2 separate regions of the Rattus norvegicus genome follow, and region 2 is linked to region 1. A link is a contact called in public Hi-C data. All regions are on one chromosome and are shown on one strand. The core of a region is the stretch at or near the end of the contact, and the rest is flanking DNA. Distances in the headings are between cores, read along the strand shown. Region 1 holds the start of Crybg3 (crystallin beta-gamma domain containing 3). Region 2 overlaps Crybg3 (crystallin beta-gamma domain containing 3).

Region 1 (2,706 bases), core at 88-2,587:
CAATACGAAGAATTTTCCATGTTTTGAGCCTAATACTTCTGCATGTACCTAGGAGACTAATTATAAAGAAATACTAATATCTGGACTATCACCTAATAGAGAGAAATAGTATTATTGAAAATCAGAATTGCTTCATAATCTTATTGGCTGCCAGACACTTTTACCCCCAGACAGACTCCTGCCTGCACCCTCTGTGCCAACGTTGAGGTGTAGGGTCGCTTTCCTCACAGGGCAAATGGGTGAGGCAGCTGGTAGTCAGCTAACCTTGTTTTGGGGAGACACATTATTCTCTAGGCCTTGAAGTTGCAGGAAAGAATTTGCTTCAGGTTTTTGGTTTTGAATCCTTCTGGGCTTTCTGATTAGTAGATCTTTAATACTTATTCTCTTTCAAGATAATGTGAGCTTGGCCAACTTTTTAATGCTGTCTAATTTTATCTTATCCTAATTTTTTCTTATTCTGTTACCGTGAGTTTCAGATCCAGTTGAAGGATGAAAATGGTTCAAAGGGGTAGCTGTGGGGCAGCGGGAAGGCTCCTTAACCGACTATGATTACTTGGGGCTGACAGACTGCAAGCTCCTCACTTTTCAGGCCAACCACAGAGGGATATCACCTTATTTTCATGTTATTTGCCCACCTAACTTTTAGTGATTAAATGCCCCACTGCTTTCTTGAATTTTGTATCTCTGGAATTTGACTTCAGACAAAATATGACAATACACCTGGGGTGAATGTGGCACTGTGCTTTCTGAACTAGCTGCTACTCTGTTTACAAAGTCATTTTATTATAATGTTAAGAACCTCTGGCCTTACAGAATACAGTAACATCTACGCAACAACAAAACTATTTGTTTCAGCGTTTTCTGGTTTGAGTCATACTTGACTCATTTGTTTTTGATCAGGGTCATTTCTTGAAAAAGGATTCTGGGAGTGGCCCATAGGTGAAGGGTGAGAGCTGAAGCACACCTGGGTGAGTTAGTTACTCCACATCTGAGCCAGCTGAAGCAGAAACAAGGTGCTGACAGCTGGACAGATGGGCTCTCCCCTGCCGGCTGAAACTGTCCTTAGAAAGGCTGTGTTTTGCTTGCAGGGCTGCAGGGCAGGCAAGCTGGTGCTGCATCTTGCCAGGTGTTTCCCCAGACTTGATTACCCAGTTTTAAAACGATCCTAACTAGGGAAGGGAAGCAAGGCATTTACAGTTTGTGTGGGCCAAGCCAAGTGGGCTGCTGGCCGTGGTGGTTTGAGCGGGAAGCCGGAGCCTAGCATCCCCAGGCTGCTTCTCCGGGACCTGCGAGCTACGGCCGACGGGGCGGTCGCGGCTGCTGGCTCCTCCCGGGGGCGGGCAGCTCCGGGCGCGGGCAGGAGGAGGAGCCGCACGGGAGCGCTCGTGCCGGCCAGGCTGGAAGAGCCCCGCCGGCCGCCCGCGCTGACTCCCGCTGTGCTCAGCGAGCCAGGGCTGCGGCCACCCGCGCTCCGGCCAGCGGCTCGTCGGGGCCCGCGGACGGCCCGGCGGCGCGCGGGGAGATGTCCGGCGGCCGCAGGAGGGGCAGCGCCCCCTGGCACAGCTTCTCTCGGTTCTTCGCTCCGCGGAACCCTTCCCGGGACAAGGAAGAGGAAGAGGAGGAGAAGCCGGGGACCGGCCAGCCGGCGGGAGCGAACCGGAGTGCAGCCAGGTGGGAGCCGCGGGGGCGCTGTGCGCTCCTTCCTCCTTCGCTCGGGTTTCCTCCCGTCCCGCCCTGGGTGGCTTAGATCTGGGGAAGTTCTTGCTCCCGGCCGGTTCCTTTCCCGCCGCCATCGGGGCTCCCGGCTCTGTCCCCTCCACTCGTGGGAGGCTGTGCAGCGGCCGAGGGAACCTCGCGCCCCTCCGCTTCGTGCTTTGTCATCTTAAGGTTTTCTCGAAGTGACTCCTAAAAGAGTTGCGATAAGAGCTTTCCGAGACTACTTCCAGAATCTGGAGTCTTCGCCAGATTTGTTTACAGTTTAAATGTTGCCGCCCTTCCTCCTTCCTCTCTCTCCCACTTGGGACATCTGACTGAGGCGCTCCGATTTGGGGGAGCCGGGGCTGGAGCTGAGAGCTGGCTTAGTTTAATGATTATTATGCGCACTCTTTCCATAACCTCTTTTCCTCTACTGCTGCTTTAAAGACTGACATTTTTAAAAATTCGTCTCATTAAAATGTCCGGTTTTTTTTTTTTTTAATTTCCTCATCTCCAAAAGGAGGTAACTCTCCCCTCCCTCCCTCCCTCTCTCTCCCTCCCTCCCTCCCCCCCCCCCCTCTCTCTCTCTCTCTCTCTCTCTCTCTCTCTCTCTCTCTCTCTCCTTCTACCTCTCCTCTCTTTTTGAGAAGTGAGGCCAACTTCACTTGCACCAGAAGAACCTGTAACCCATGTCCTTGGAAGGTTGCCCTCTAGAGAGCTATATTTACCTCAGACTAAAGACTTGCTGATGGACTTCAAAGAAAAATGGATCTGAAATCACTGGCGCTTCTAGTTCCATTACTATTTAGGGTTTGTGATTTGTTGTTAGCCCTTCGTGCTCCTCGGTTTTCCTAATTGTGGAACATGTTCTACTGTAAGCACCTGTTAGCATAATGCATCTTTCCAAGAAATGGCCGATTATAATTGACTGGCTATCCTACTTGGAATTTCAGATACTATTGGCCTGGTTGTTGATGCTTTTAAGGCTCGAAGTTTCCCCGGTAGTTTTGG
Region 2 (2,706 bases), core at 114-2,613, 62 kb after region 1:
AAGCATTAGAGGTGAGAATTATGTTACTGGAATTTGAATTATAGGACTAAGCACCCTTGAGTACACAGGGTTGTGTGTCTGGACAGAACGATATCTCTAGTTTGGGAAAAGAGAGAAATCATTGTGATTCTAATCCCTTAAGAAAGGACAATATTTTAACCACCACTATTAGGTATGATAAGAGATTCCCCTTTATAAAGAGGATGCATCAAGAGCATAAAACTTCCAGAGAACCACGTTGGGTGGAAAAGAACAGAGAGGCCCCGGGTGTGACTGCAGAACTCTGGGGAGTGCCTGTGGGTCTTGACACTGTGGAAAAGCAAAACCAGAAAGCACTCTGGTGTGCACTGATCCTGGGAGTGTCTCAGGGGAAGGAGCGGTCTGAGAAGTTGGGGCCTTTAAAGGCACTCCTGCCTGACTCCTAGGGTTATGGCTGCAGTTTGCAGCAGCAGTGGAAGCAGGTTAAAAAGAACTAGGCAAGTGTCATTTTTAAAGGAAGTTGTGCGGGGGCATGCTGACAGTGAGTATCTCATTTTTTAAAGGCCAGGGTAGAGTCAAAGACTGTAATAACTTATAAGCCAACTTGCCCTGAAAAAAAGCAGAGTCCCACAAGTAGGAAAATCCATTTCCTTTTTCCTCACCTCCAGTTCCTTCTCCTTTGTTGATGTAAAGCAGATAAACACACTGGAGGGGCAGGGCCTCTCCTGTATTTATTTTTTTAATGTCCCCCAGGAGATCAGCCTTTTTTTTTTTTTTGAAGTCCCTTCCTCCCTTAAGGCTTTGTTATGCTTCTGAGAAGGAAGACTTGCAGACCTTTGGCACTCCAACCCTTTAGTAAGTGAGGCACTCTTAGTGGAACAAGCGTTTTTAAAACGAAGCCGAAAAGAAAAAGAAAAGAAAAAAAAACATTAAAAAAGAGACAGGGGGCTGGGGATTTAGCTCAGTGGTAGAGCGCTTACCTAGGAAGCGCAAGGCCCTGGGTTCGGTCCCCAGCTCCGGAAAAAAGAACCAAAAAAAAAAACAAAAAAAAAACAAAAAAAAAAAAGAGACAGTAATTTTTCTCGCAATGTTTATATAGTTGTCGGGCTATTCACATGACTCCTGAGAGAAACTGTTTAAAGCCCATGCTTAAGCACTAACAGTTCCACCCTGTGTTGTTCTCGTGGAGAATCCCACTACACAATGAAATCATTGTGACCGTGAGTCCTGGGTGTTTACAGCACTAGCCCGCGTGTGTCTCTAGATGACTTCAAGGGCGGTTTTTCTTCTGCAGGATTGCAGCATTCCGGAAATAGAGCTGCGCCCCAAGTCTGACCCTGGGTGGTGCCCCATCTACATACACCGATCCATCCCCAATCTGGAAGAGCTGAACATCCCCAAGTCTTCGACCTTCACCGTGAAGTCAGGAGTGTATGTGTTAGCTTTTCTATATTGTAGTGATTAATGGCCACTAAAGTTAACTGTTTTTACCTCCAGTCTCAATACTTGACACATGCATTCTGAAGTCTTAGTTGGTCTTGTTTACGCTTCTGGATACCCAAGAAAGACTACCTACCCCCTGGCTTAATACAGATTCCATCTTCCTTCAGATCCAATTAAGGCTTTTGATGAACGACTTCCAGGAGCAGGCACAGCCTGCTGATAGATAGATAGATCCCATTGTCTTTTTATCTAACAGCGTTTGGGGATTGAGAAACAAAAGCACGTCTCTGATCTACAGCTTTGGAGCCTGAGCGGTTCCTATCTTAACATTTATCTGCTGATCCCTTCCCACCGCCAGGCCCACGTCACTGCTCTGTCTTCTCCTTCTCCCTTCCCAGAGGCAAAGGCTGAGTGAATGTCACTCACCTAGTGATGAGTGATGGGTCCTGGACGAGTGGGCCAGCAAGCAAAAACTTTAAGTTATGGTCTGCATGCCTTAAAGGTGCCCCGTGTCTTAGGTCTTAAGAAAATTCTAAAACAGAAATTAATACACAATACTCAGAAACAAGTTAGAAGGTAGAGATTATATGAGTTATAAATACTTTAAACGTGTTAGCCTACCCCCTCATAGTTACTTTGGTGTATTTTATTAGTGTAATTCTATCACGGGATTTCTTGATCGTCCTTTTTCCTCGTAGACAGCCAAGATAGCCTATCATTATCCTACTTTAACCAACCATTTGTACCTCGTTCAGTTGGCTGGCCTACCCAGATGTTAACTTTAAGGGGCAAGCTACAGTTCTGGAGGAAGACCAGGGGCTCTTCGAGATTTCTGCGGCAGAGATGAAATCGCTGCAGACTCTTCAAATGGTAAGCAGGTTTACCTTCCTCTTGCCCAGCACCCACTCGTGCAGGTCACGCAGCTGCGCTCTTTGCCGATAGCCCTCAGTCCCAAGAATGCTTGCCCCACCGAACCGCCACACCGCATATCGCGTGTCTCTTCACACCATACAGAACGCTTGCATTTACTTGGAACTGAGGCAAGTCTATCACAGCGCACGCAGCTTTCTGAAATTTTAAGTATTTAATAATAAAGTCTTCAGTCTGTCTTGTTGATGCTCATTAGAAAATTAGTCGTGGTAGATTGTCTCTTCCAGTTTGGAAGTGAATAGAAAACTTGGCATTAGTAATAAACTGGTCGTTCTTTCAGTGTTTACCTTTTTAAAGACTAAATAAACGCCTACAGCATCTCTGGGGAAAACTTTTTCTTTTTTTTTTTCTTTT

The links. Hi-C and Micro-C count contacts between places; a contact is called where the count stands out from the background.
Region 2: a Hi-C map of frontal cortex shows a contact between it and region 1, with 2.5 times the contacts expected there. The contact joins the enhancer-like site here to the promoter of Crybg3 in region 1. A contact is called at or near these places in 9 of 12 Hi-C or Micro-C datasets (the A7r5 cell line, the Rat2 cell line, Schwann cells and 6 more).

The regions. Positions count from the first base shown.
Region 1 is chr11:54,217,062-54,219,767 of GRCr8, forward strand. Crybg3 (crystallin beta-gamma domain containing 3) reads left to right here and starts at 1,338. Exons shown (of 22, transcript XM_213639.11): 1 at 1,338-1,671. The coding sequence starts at 1,523.
Region 2 is chr11:54,279,303-54,282,008 of GRCr8, forward strand. It overlaps Crybg3 (crystallin beta-gamma domain containing 3), which reads left to right. Exons shown (of 22, transcript XM_213639.11): 8 at 1,274-1,410; 9 at 2,178-2,292. Among named protein-coding and RNA genes, the nearest start is that of Crybg3, 62 kb to the left of the region's middle. Within about 2 kb of position 1,364, at least 32 of the 93 cell types and tissues checked have an H3K27ac peak or open chromatin away from gene starts, as enhancers often do.